2 separate regions of the Sus scrofa genome follow, and region 1 is linked to region 2. The links are chromatin contacts, called in public HiChIP or PLAC-seq maps. All regions are on one chromosome and are shown on one strand. Each heading gives the region's core, a stretch centred on a gene start, on an enhancer-like site or on the middle of the called end of the contact. The rest is flanking DNA. Distances are from core to core; before and after follow the strand shown. Region 1 has its middle 24 kb from the start of MET. Region 2 has its middle 55 kb from the start of CAPZA2.

The links. HiChIP or PLAC-seq counts read pairs in DNA pulled down with a chosen protein or histone mark.
Region 1: an H3K27ac HiChIP or PLAC-seq map of skeletal muscle shows a contact between it and region 2. The contact joins two enhancer-like sites. A contact is called at or near these places in 4 of 5 promoter capture datasets (fetal liver, fetal skeletal muscle, liver and 1 more), 14 of 47 Hi-C or Micro-C datasets (alveolar macrophages, embryonic fibroblasts, fetal heart ventricle and 8 more) and 1 of 2 datasets of contacts at active chromatin or transcription factors (skeletal muscle).

Annotation. Positions count from the first base shown.
Region 1 is chr18:29,533,602-29,539,871 of Sscrofa11.1, reverse strand. It overlaps a transcript of MET not described here. Among named protein-coding and RNA genes, the nearest start is that of MET, 24 kb to the right of the region's middle. Within about 2 kb of position 4,056, at least 2 of the 83 cell types and tissues checked have an H3K27ac peak or open chromatin away from gene starts, as enhancers often do. A contact at or near this core is called in skeletal muscle, where this site is marked.
Region 2 is chr18:29,417,367-29,423,277 of Sscrofa11.1, reverse strand. No RefSeq gene overlaps it. Among named protein-coding and RNA genes, the nearest start is that of CAPZA2, 55 kb to the right of the region's middle. Within about 2 kb of position 3,832, at least 5 of the 83 cell types and tissues checked have an H3K27ac peak or open chromatin away from gene starts, as enhancers often do. A contact at or near this core is called in skeletal muscle, where this site is marked.

The DNA of each region.
Region 1 (6,270 bases), core at 2,807-5,306, 120 kb before region 2:
AATTTTAAGAACACTGTTCACATTTTGTAGAGTTGGGTGGAGGTTTATTCTGTCATTTCCATCAGCCAGACACATGCACATTGCCATGCAAATGGATTCAGAAAAAAACATTATTTTCCTTTATAGCTAAATTATTATAGCTGACTAATGAATTTTTTCTGCATGAAGATGATCTGAAATGATGTACATCGTGTTTCTCTGTGCCTCTGGGACATAAATTGTGCTTTTATGTAAACTGTAAGTGGTGCTTGGGTTATTTACAGGTATATAGCTTTTCTTTCTAGCCTCTAAGCTTATTGGGCTTTGTTTTAACTACTTCCATAATGGAACAGAAAGTGAGGTGCTTTGGTTCCAGTCAGACTGCAAGCCTGTGGTGTGTCCAGTGTTCATTCTTTTCGAACTGCTGAATAATACAAGTAAAATTTACATCAATTTTCACAATTTTCGAAGACTAAAAATGTAGCTGATTGCCTATAAAATTTACTGGTGATTTAAAAATTCTGTTCATGTCTTAGACTTAATGTGCAATGCATGAGCATATAGTTATTACCCTAAATATATTTAGATTTTAACATGATGGAATGTATGGCATATAGAAGATGATGTGCTGACTACTGCTTTTTCAAAGATTGCTTTGTTCTTGATACATCACAATAGAGGTTTGCATTTGATGTACCCTCCGCGCCATCAGAATTAGTGGATGAGATTTACCTGAATGATACAGATGTATGAGATTAACCACAGCCCCTCAATAGGAAAGTTCATAACTAGTATTTTCAAGACTTTTAAACCTACAATAAAAGAAAAATAACACTTTTCTAAGCAGGAGAAGTACCCTTATAAATTCCTTTTAAGACTATAGTAAGCACATGACCCACTGTAATCTTGAAATTCTTTAAAATTAGTTTTAAGGAGAGTTAGGCAAAGAAATACATTTAAAAAATCAATTTCCATAGTTGTTAGTTTAAACAGTCCGAAACAGCATTAGTCTAATTTTCCTTTTGCACATTTATATAATAGCTTCAAATAAACTTTTTCTCCAATGTGGTCATTTTAAAACAAAGTGCATAATTCAAAAGGTCTAATAACATTCTCTCAGGACACACACTTTTCTCTAAGTGGCTGCACCAATGCTTATGGTGACACACCCATGATGAGTACACAGTTCCCTACACATTCAGAGCGCCTCCCATCTCTCTGCCACCTTCCTCTTCGACCCTTTCCCTTGGTTCGGTCAGAGCTGATTCCAAGACCTTCTGTGCCTCGTTTCTCAAATTTCATGGTTTCTTCTTATTAGGCTCACCAGAATCATCTATGTGTTGCTTTACCCATCATCCCCAATATTTTTCTTAGGCTGCTGTGTTTGTTCATGGGATACCAAATTTCCCAATTGTTCCACCTTAAAGGGAGAAAATATGCAGAAACTTAAGTGCCAAGGAGTTAACCTCCTTTACTTGGCTGGTTATGTTGAAACTAGTATCTTTGATACTGAGCCCTCAGGGCAGAGTTTCTTCATGGGCTTTGCTCAGTGCAAATAAATAGTCACCTCTTAGTAATAAATGATAGAATACTGACTAATGTCAATTTAGAATCACTTTGATTCTCTGTTCTTAACAGAGTTGCTGCCAAGCCCACATTTCTTTCAGCAAAAATAGCTAAGAACTGTAGGTTAAACATCATATGTGTTTGGTACTAGAGGAACATTTTAAAAAGAAGAAATGAAATATCTGCCCTTGAAGAATTAGATATTTGGATAAATAAATCACATGCAAAATGGAATCAAGTTCCCTGATTTTTGAGGGGGCATCGCATGAGAGTGACAACATTAGAAATTAGCCCACTTGCTATTAAATAATAGAAATTTTTTTAAATCAAAAGATTGGAACTTAAATCTTAAAATTTTCAAGCAGCTTCTGAGTATATCATCTTTCTGATACTATAACAATCTTACAAAATAGGCAAGGCTGATGTCAGTATCTGAACTTCCCCATGCTATAGACAGGGAAACTGTGCGTGAGCCTAGCCCCCATGCTATCTCGACAGCAGCATGCAGCCTCTGCCCAGCGGTCAAGGAAGGTTAACTGAAGCATTTTCCAATGAGGCATGGGCTGCAATCCTTAGGTTAGTAATAAATAATGACTATAACATTTCTAGTCTCAGGAGTTTTTCTCACCTTCTCTTTCTCCACTTTTTTTTCTTTCTCTTTTTTAGTAAAGTTCCTGAAGAAAAAGCTCCATTCATATGTGTGGGGCATTCTCCTATTATCAGATTAAGAGCTGTAATTTTGTAATCTACCCTTCTATCAGAAAACCCATTCTCAGATATCTCTTCAGCTGTGTTTAATAGTTTAGTATATTCCCCTTGGGATTTGTTTCAATAAAAACATCCAGTAAAATCTGACTGCTTTGCTTTTCAAGGGACAAAATGAAGACAGTGTTTTTATAAGCTGTAAAATGTAATTGAGAGAAAAGTCACATGTGTGGTATTTGTAACAGGAGGTGTGAGCACAGTGAAAATAAGAAAAAAACAATGAACTGGTTAATTGCATACCCAGGTATACGTATTTCCTCTGTGATTGTATAAATTTGTGCAAGTATGTTTATGCAGGTTACTCCTGTTGTTTTAAATTTACATAATAAATTATGTAGCTTTAGGACAAATAGAAATTATATGAGTTTAAGAGCCATATAGATTATATTATGGTCCATAGGATTTGAAAAGTATTTCTTCTAACATAGCAAAGGAATATTATGAAATCTGGTCCGATCAGTTATTAAATGTGGTCAGAGAATCACAGGTTCTAGTGAAAGCCAGATTTCTGTACTCTTAAGAATGTGATTGAGGATTTAGGCATTCAGGATAATTTGTTGTGTACCTACCAGACATAATTATAGACTGTCAATGCAGCAGAAAATAAAACAGACAAAAAGTCTCCAGCCTCATGAGCTCTATTCCATATTGAAGAAGGAAAACAGTAAATAAAATACGTAAATAAAATGTATGTGAAGTGGTTCTGAGGGTATAAGGAAGCATGAAGTTGAGAGGGGAGTAGGGACTGTCAAGGATAAGAGGAATTGGGGTGGTGACTGAAAAAAATTGGCAGTGGGGTAAGAGAAGTTCTCACTTAAGTGGTGGCCTTTGATCTAGAACCTGAAGGAGGTAGAAGAATAAGACATGTGGCTATCTGGAACAGGGCTTCTCCTTTGCATTCCTTGGCAGTGTCATTCTCATTTTTTTTCCACTGGAATTGTGCAATGCATAGGCTGCACAGCTGTACGTGGAGTCCCTGATTTTTTATGGAAAGTACCTGGACAGTGCCTGCCATAGTCTGTTACAGTCTCAAAGGTGAGAATGAAGGGATGTACCACATCCCTTGGTTTGAGGGCAACTGAAGAAGAGAATCATGTTATTTCCTTGCATTCACCTGTCCCATACTTGATCAGGAATATTGCGCCATTGGGACAATTTTCCTTCTTATTTTCTACACTCTGAGCCTAGCCCAGTGGAATTTGTTGAGAGTAATACCTACAGTTTTTGTCACAGATCTCTTTCATAATATCAATCTGGAGACAGCAAAGGAAGGAATTGCTGTTGTTTTACAGCTTCTGTCTCCTGTATATTTCTTATCTTTTCTCTCTCTCTCTTTTCTCTTTCCAGTGTTAAACCACTGTGCTGAATTTTCTTCCTCTTTTCTTCCTTCCCCCTTTTCCCTCTTTATATCCTGAATAAATATTTGCAAACAGGTAACCTAAAAGAGTAAAGCTAACCCTTTTACTAGGGACTGACAACCTGCCCAGAAAAAAAGGAGAGGAAGAGTAGCCACTTGGCACTCATCAGAGTTACTTTGAAATTCAGTGAGTGGTGTCGGCCCATGTGATGGTATCTTTCACACTTTCAGAAGCTAGAAATCTATTTATTTTAAAATGTTGACTCGGCATCTTTAAAACTGTGCAAGCTAGAGAGACAAAATGCCTACAAACTAGATTTGGCTCTGATGGTCCCATTTGCAATCCTGGTCACAACTATACCTGCCAAGTAGTCCCCTGAGTCACCCTCAAATGCTGTTTAATTCAGCAGCATGCATGGCCAAAGAGCCCAGGACTGCTTCTGCAAAGTATTTTGTCATCTAGAATTCTCAGACTTTTTTCCTCTCCGGAAAATTAAGTTAGCAATTAAAAAAAACCAAAAAGATATTTTCTAATTCATCGTCTATTGGCACATACTTGTTTTCCTAAACTAATCAGCCCACATACTTTGTATCAAACTGTTTATTTCTAAAGTAAGGAGTAATCTAGTTATTTCATTCTTAAACTTCAGCAGTAATTTTCTGAAATCTAAATTCATCATAACTTTATATGTAGATTTCATATTTCATTCCCAAGTTCTCATTCAAAATACACTCTCTGTTTGGAATACTGGTTCTTTGTTTTGTTTTTTTAAGATCTGCCTTACTTCACCAGTTGTTTTTCCTTTACCACTGAAATTCAAAACGTGTGCTGCACTGGTTTCGAGTGCCCTTTAAAAGCCATCAGATCAGTGTTGCAATCTATTTTTCCAAAGGAATAAAAACTTACAGGTTGTGCACTAACTTGTTTCCTTTAATCCTAAAAACTCAGTGAAATGCCTAGACTAGCGGCCTTCAGGAAGGCCATTGTGTTAGAACGGAAGATTATGTACTGTATTTCTTCCTACTATTTTAAATGCAAATATAATAATATATCATGAAACAAGGCACATATTAAGATCAGTGGCCTTTTCCTGTTTTGAAATGATCTCTTGTTCCCTGATAGTTGGAAATCTGAGCACCTAGAAACTTGAGTCCAATTTTAAAGTTGTCTATTAAAAACGAATTGACTTAGAGGAATTAAAATCTACTCCAGTTTTTCAGTAAGACCATGAGATATTTCTGGTTTTAAATAGTTTACAGAAAATATCAAGAAGAGCATTCAAAGCTAGAGACCTTTGAAATAATGTAGTCTTCACAAATCAGAGAGAGGTGGAGTAAATTTGTTTAGCAGAAGGCAGGTTGCCTCCTTTGAGGCCTAATCATGTGGGAAAGTAAAACCAAGCCAAGTTTTAGGTCCATCAGACAACTCTATCTTTAAAAATAGCTTTTGGCTTTTCTTGGGACTAATGTGTGTTTAGACCAACATTTTAGCTCTTAAAATTTAAACCTTGGGTCTCTTAAAGGAAACTTAATCCATGTGTTTTTGATTCACTAAATCCTAAATCATTACCCATAAACTGTATGTCTCTCTGAGCTCTTTGATGTCTCAGAAATCTTTGAAATAATGTAAGGCCCCTTTTGTTCCAGAAAAATAGGAAGTTGGTTTTTGCTAAGGGTCAGTAAACAGCATCTTCAAAAATCTGAGTTGGGTCTAAAATCCTGCAACCATGACATAGTGGATGTTTGAATGAGTACTAATGCATTTTTCTGGTGCAATGTGAGAAATGTAAGTACTTCTAAAGACCTTACTTACTATTGGTATTTCATTGTAATCCTTACTAACCCCAAAGAAATTATTTTGGAACAATTTCTCTTTCTATTCTAATACTAAGTCCAAATGTGTATCATTTTATCCTGGTACACAGTAGGTACTCAGGAATATTTTGTTAAATGTTACATGAATGGAATTTTTCCTCTGCCCAGAACCTTCCACCTAATGTCAATCTTTTTATGCAGTATCAATATCCATCTGTCACATCTTAGAATGATGTCTATTCTGAGTCAGTGACCAGGTTCAACAAATTTTTAAAATAAGCCATATAACTAAATATATGACACTTATTGAAATTCATTCTGTGCCATGAAGCAACAGCCTTGCAAAGAGTCCTAAATATAAGAAGGAATTTCTAGGCTAATTTGATTAAATATTCAGTTGTTACCAGATGCTTTTTGAAAATTGATTTTTTTTTCCCTTTTGCTATTCCTGCCATCCTTCCACCCACCCTGACATGCTTACTGATTGAAAGCTTTGCACAGAAAAGGGCAGGTTGTTTGTATCTATAAGCAAGAGCAGCAAGTTCAAACAGGCTTGGAAAATGTAATGCTATAATCATAAGTTGCTATAATATGGGAGGGGAGAGAAGGGTACTCAACAATAAGAGTGGTGTTGGATTTTGCTCCAGATTGCATACATAGATGACACATCTTTGAACTCTATTGTGTGGAGGAAAAAACACCTTCTTACTGTAGTTAGATTTCCTGTTTGTGAGTGTATATTTTCTGGTAACTAGACTTTCCATATAGACTTGGAATAAATATGTAGC
Region 2 (5,911 bases), core at 2,583-5,082:
CCTACTGTTCCTTTAATTACTTCTCCAATAACTAGTTTCCTTTTTCTTATTTAGCCTTCAGACCCAGAATACTCAACAGACAGAAAAAAAAACAACCTTCCTAAATTATAGGAAAGTTGCAAGAAAGCACAAGGATAGGAGTCCCAATTCTTAGTATTAATGTCTAAAGATTGTTTCCTTGCTTTGCTCAAATGGATGGTTAATGATTATTCAGACTCAGGAAAAGTACACTAAGAACAGTATTGTTATATGGTGTGTGTTTTTAAGATAAGGCATACTTCATTAAATATTATAATCAATTCAGATGACTAGACATACACAGATGAATATACAGATATATAGTGGTGCTTTAGACAATATCAGGAGATATGTATGCAGACGTTGTGCCCCAAAGGAAGAAATGCTTATTGCCTTTAATTCCATAAAATGTTTTTTCCTTTTCATACTTGACATTTTTCTTCAGGACTATTTCAATTCCCTATCTATCAAAAACTGGAAATAACTTCAGTCATAAACCTGTGAAATATTTCAGTTCGTGAATTGAAGGTAATAAAACAGAGACTTGCCCAAACTGTCCTTTGTTGTAAATTACACTAGAGGTCTAGATTACGTCAGCCAAAGGTATTGATCATAACGCTGAGAGGTTTATAACTACTATTGACTTACCATGTGACCCTGGAGCAGAAATCTAGGAAAATTGCAAAAGCATATCTATGGTAATGAAAAGCAGCATCATTAATAGAACTGTGCTGTCGTCCAGCTGGTACTATGTTGGCTTCAAAGCAAACATTTAACAAATGCTGGAAACAAAAGGAACTTTTGTCTTCATCCTTTTCTCCATTCCATGTTTCTGAGCTATTCTGATGGATGTGTTTTCCTTCTTATCAATAAAAAGTATAGGGTTTTTTTAAATGATATGAATCAGTTGCAAATAAAATTAGCATCAAATATCCAAATAGCTCCTAATCCTTTATGATTAATTTTTTTAATGAAGGGCTAGTTCCCTATATAGACCAATTTAGAATAGGGCTCAGTTAAACCCTACCTGGTTTAAGCATTCTGAAAACTAGTTAGCATTGAAGCATCAACTCTGAGATGAAAACGGCCATATTTAGGATATATAAACAGGAATTTTTAATTTTAAGTAAACTAAAAATTTAACATTAAACCCTGCCTGGTTTAAGCATTCTGAAAACTAGTTAGCATTGAAGCATCAACTCTACCTGGGAAGTTAAACCCTACCTGGTTTAAGCATTCTGAAAACTAGTTAGCATTGAAGCATCAACTCTGAGATGAAAACGGCCATATTTAGGATATATAAACAGGAATTTTTAATTTTAAGTAAACTAAAATTTAACATTAGTTTGAAGCACTGGATTAAAATGATAATTAATGTATATCCTTTGTTTAAGAAGAAGGCCTTTGTCTTTATACATTTATTCTTTTACTGTCACATGTGTACATTCTTTTTACCACATGAGTTCCAGGCTTGCAGAAACATCCACTAATCCTTAGACCTCTGGGCTGGAACGACAAAAATGCATAAAATTTTACCAGGCCAAAAGAGATCAACTTTCAAAATCTTTGGCATCCAAACATGTCAAAAACCGTTTTTCACTGACTCCCCAAACTATTTGTGTTCCCCATTATGGTCCATGGGATATGTAATATCAGTTCCTACTTTTATTGGGTAGCCTGGAATTTTTACACACCACATTTCGTTTCATTTTCCTTTACCTTTCTTGGCTGTTTATACTTTTCACAGTTGTTTTATGAGTTTTCTCTCTGTCTCTAATTCTAAAAGTGTTGGAAAGTGGTAACGGACAGACTACTGTCTGCCAGCCGAAGCCGTCACTTTGACGTTTGCCACTGTGTTCCGGTGACATCTGCTCTTTCCATTATACTCAAGCTGGGCCTTCCCGTCTCTAGAACTGTGACTAAACAGCCACCATATTCATCAGTGGCAACAATCCTTGTAAACAAGAAATGCCAAATTTAGAGCCTTTGTGAAATCCTGCCCCAAACTTCTGAAGTGAGACATATGATCTTCAGAGATTATCTCAGAACTACCAATAAAGGAAAATTACAGAGAAACCCAAATATCCTATCAGGATACTTTTGCAAAACTGTTCCTGATTTTTTTTGTGAGACTTTGAGAATTTAAACTAGCTTCAGCAATATCTAAAATGTCTATGAAAACACATGGGTAAAGCAAGAAATTCTCATCACGAAGATACTAAAAAAATTTTTCATATAGAAAATACCCACTGTTAAAACTGCACAGATTTTTTTTCTGAAAATGAACTTAAATTGATAAAAACAATAATGAAAATAATAATGATCTCATCCCAAGACATGTCATAGGAATTAATGACTGTCTGGAAGCTAATGGGCTAAGGTAATGCTCTCAGGAATTAGTCTTGCTTAATGAAATGCTGTTAGTTTAGTAAACGAATGCTTATAATGACAGAAAGTAAAAAAACAAGGCTGCCACCATTGAGCCTGCTTGACTCACAGGGGGAAAAAAATGTTAATTTGTCATGTGCTGTACTTATTCATTTTTTTCTATTCATTTGTAATATATCCTTTATATTTTTTCTTTCATACATTGATCTACTTTTAGTCTGAAGAAATGTTTACTTAAGGGTTGTTATACTGACAGAGATTTAAGTTGCTAATAAAAATGTAACTCCCTCTAGTGCAGACGTATCAAATTTTAAATTATGATTACTTTGAGTCATTTTATTTTAAGTTCTCTGATGTGAAGGAAATGTGGATCCTCCATGTGGGTTTTAGAATATTGTCTCCAAATTATAGTTGGCTTATATGTCATTACTCAACTTATTATTCCAAGGTTATTCTAACAACTGACCTCCTGATTCTGCCCTCTCCATATTGATTCTTTCTTAGAATCTAAAACCAGCTGCCAGAATCATATATCTGTCTATGTCATTTGCCTTCTTGAAAACCCATGCCCGTTCCTAGATGTTCCCTACATCAATTCTTTGTACTGCTAGGTCTTGTTTTGTTATTTTTATTACAATCATAGCCTCATGGAAAAAAATATTAGTTGGACAAAAAGATATAAAGTGGACAAGAAATGTCTGACCACTCTTCCACACTTTCCATCCTCACTCCCTACAGGTAACTGATGCTAACCCATTCTTATTATTCTTCCAGAAATTTCCACCCTGCATTAGTTCTAAACTAAGGTGGACACTCCTGAACATCCTTCAAAAGCCTCCATTTCACTGACCAAACTACTACTCAGCATAATCTTTTTAGTTGAGACTATCTCTCAACCTCTGTCACTCTGAAATTCCACTAAAAATATCCCCATTTTGATATGAGCTCTGTAAACAGGGTCAGACCAAGCTGTTTGGACCACCCTCCCTCCACCCCCCTAGCTGGCTTATAATTTGGTGTCCCTTAAAACTGATATTCTTTAAATATTTTTCTCAACTTTTATTTAAATTGAGGAGATTTCAATGATTTTCTCTTAAAAAAATGAAGAACAGATTTACTCATTTATTTTCACTTAAAAAAGCAGAATTGATATACTAAAAAAAATCCATAAAATATTACATTTTTCTGAAAATTCTAGTTCTCTTTTGCAATATTCCAAACCAGACTGCTTGGAAGTTATAAAGATTTTAAACTTAATAAAAATAAAACACCTATTCCTCATAAGCTGCATTCTGTGAGGATTATTTCAGAATTTCAGCTGACAGCTTCTGACTGGAACTGTTTTAACATGTGGCAAATATACACCACAGAGCTGGGTTGTTTACTGTAGCAGGTTACTTTGCTTCACTCCAACTGTCCTTTTGGCAGGAGCACATGCAACCTAATTTTGTCCATTACATAAGGAGCTACATGTGGAAACCTGAATCCCCTGACATCGTATTACCAACTTAATTCAGTCATAATTCAGGTCCCAGGGACCTGGCAGGCATCACCCCAACCCTTACTCTTATTCTACATAGAAGTGCTACAGCATAGAGCTTTAGGTGGACACACTTTGGAATCAGACACTCTAGACGTGAATCATTTCCACCACTTACCAGGTGATTTTAGACTAGTTGTTAAACCTTGCCAAGCCTCAGTTTCCACATTTCTAAAATGAAAATGCAAATAGTGCCTTCCTCATAAGAATGTGTGAGGAATAAATGAAACAATGCTTGCAAAACTTTCAATAAGTGGCACTAATATTTCTAGGGGCCTTGATTTTACTACTACCTCTACTACTATTATTATTATTATTATTTATTACCTGATAATGATGATGATCATCACCTGTTTTCTCCACAAAAAGATTCAATGTGGAAGCTGCTAGAATAAAATTACCACCAAACTTGTCCAAAGTTTGGCATAATCTAGAAATATGTGAAGGGAAAAGTCCTGAAAACAGACTCTGGTTTCCCTCATTCTTTTTAGTAATACCAGTGTGACATCAAAAACAGGGTCCTAGTATAGTCTGAGCTGACTTTACTACCTGTGTGACTCTCAATGTCCCTTAATTTTTTAAGTTGTACTTTTCCTGAATATAAAGAATACAAATGGAGTTGCCATGGTGGCTCAGTGGAAACAAATCTGACTAGCATCCATGAGAATGCAGGTTCGATCCCTTGCCTCGCTCAGAGGGTTAAGGATCTGGTGTTGCTGTGAGCTGTGGCACAGATGGCAGACACGGCTCAGATCTGGCGTTGCTGTGGCTGTGACGTAGGCAGGCAGATACAGCTCCGATTTGACCCTAGCCTGGGAACTTCCATATGCCAAGGGTGTGGCACTAAAATTAAAAAAAAAAAAAAAGAAAAAGAAAAAAAAAGAATGAAGATAATTATAACTTACAATGCTGGTAATAAATGTTAAATGAGATAACGTTTTATACAAATATTAGGTATTGTTTTAGTTATTAGATTCTTCAGTATATATATTATTTATTTCAAAAGTCTCCTTAGGATTCATCTGATTCATAAAATTCCCTCTAGCCAACCCAGTGCTTCATTTGCTCCAAGAGAATGGCTGGAGTTGCTGACAAAAATCTGCACTTAGAATCAATCAGCTCAGGACTGGGAAAGGCCTGGAATCTGGCCCTGGCCTCCACATGGGGGTTCTGGGTGCTAATTGCTTGCTGACCCTTAAACAACTCCACGTCCTCTTTGGAGTTGAAAGTTTAGGAGTGAAACCACTACCCCTTCTCAAAGATAAATACAAATCCAGATCTGAAAGGTGTCCTGAGTTAGCATGAGACACTGAGTTTGAATCTCATCACGGCAGTGTTTTTCCAACATAATAAATTGCTCTTTGTTCAAATCAGAAACTGAATTCACTGTATTTTCCAAAATCGGCCCTGCCAGGTTTCCTTGATTTAATTGTATCATTTTTGTCTGCTGACAATGGAAAGCAGAAGAAAATAGTCTTGCTAAGGAAATGAAATATGACCAAGAAAAACAGGCATTCTCACACTATATGAGGTGGTTTTTTTTTTTTTCACATTCAATTTTTTATAAGGAAAAAGGTCTTTACCCTCTGAAACAACAGCTTTATTGCAGTGATTGTTAGGTCATATCTACAGAGCCAAAAAGAAAATGTTGGAAAGAAAATTAACTAGTTCACAAGGGTATGGGCAACATTATTTTTAAAAGGAAATGGTTCTTCATACAAGAAAGAATAATAAATGATAGCGAAGAAAAGTGAGAGTTAAGGCAATTAGTTAAATAATTCAAATAAAATATGTAAGATTTACTAAAGCACCTGTGGAATTCAGGTAAAATCATTTAGAGAGAACACAAGTTAACCAAATCATTACTGTAAGTCATCCATATATTTGGCGAATAGTACTTGCCTTCATAAAATAGTCTTGCTCAGAGAAGAACCTTGAGCCCTTATTGACTGGTAGGGAGATCTT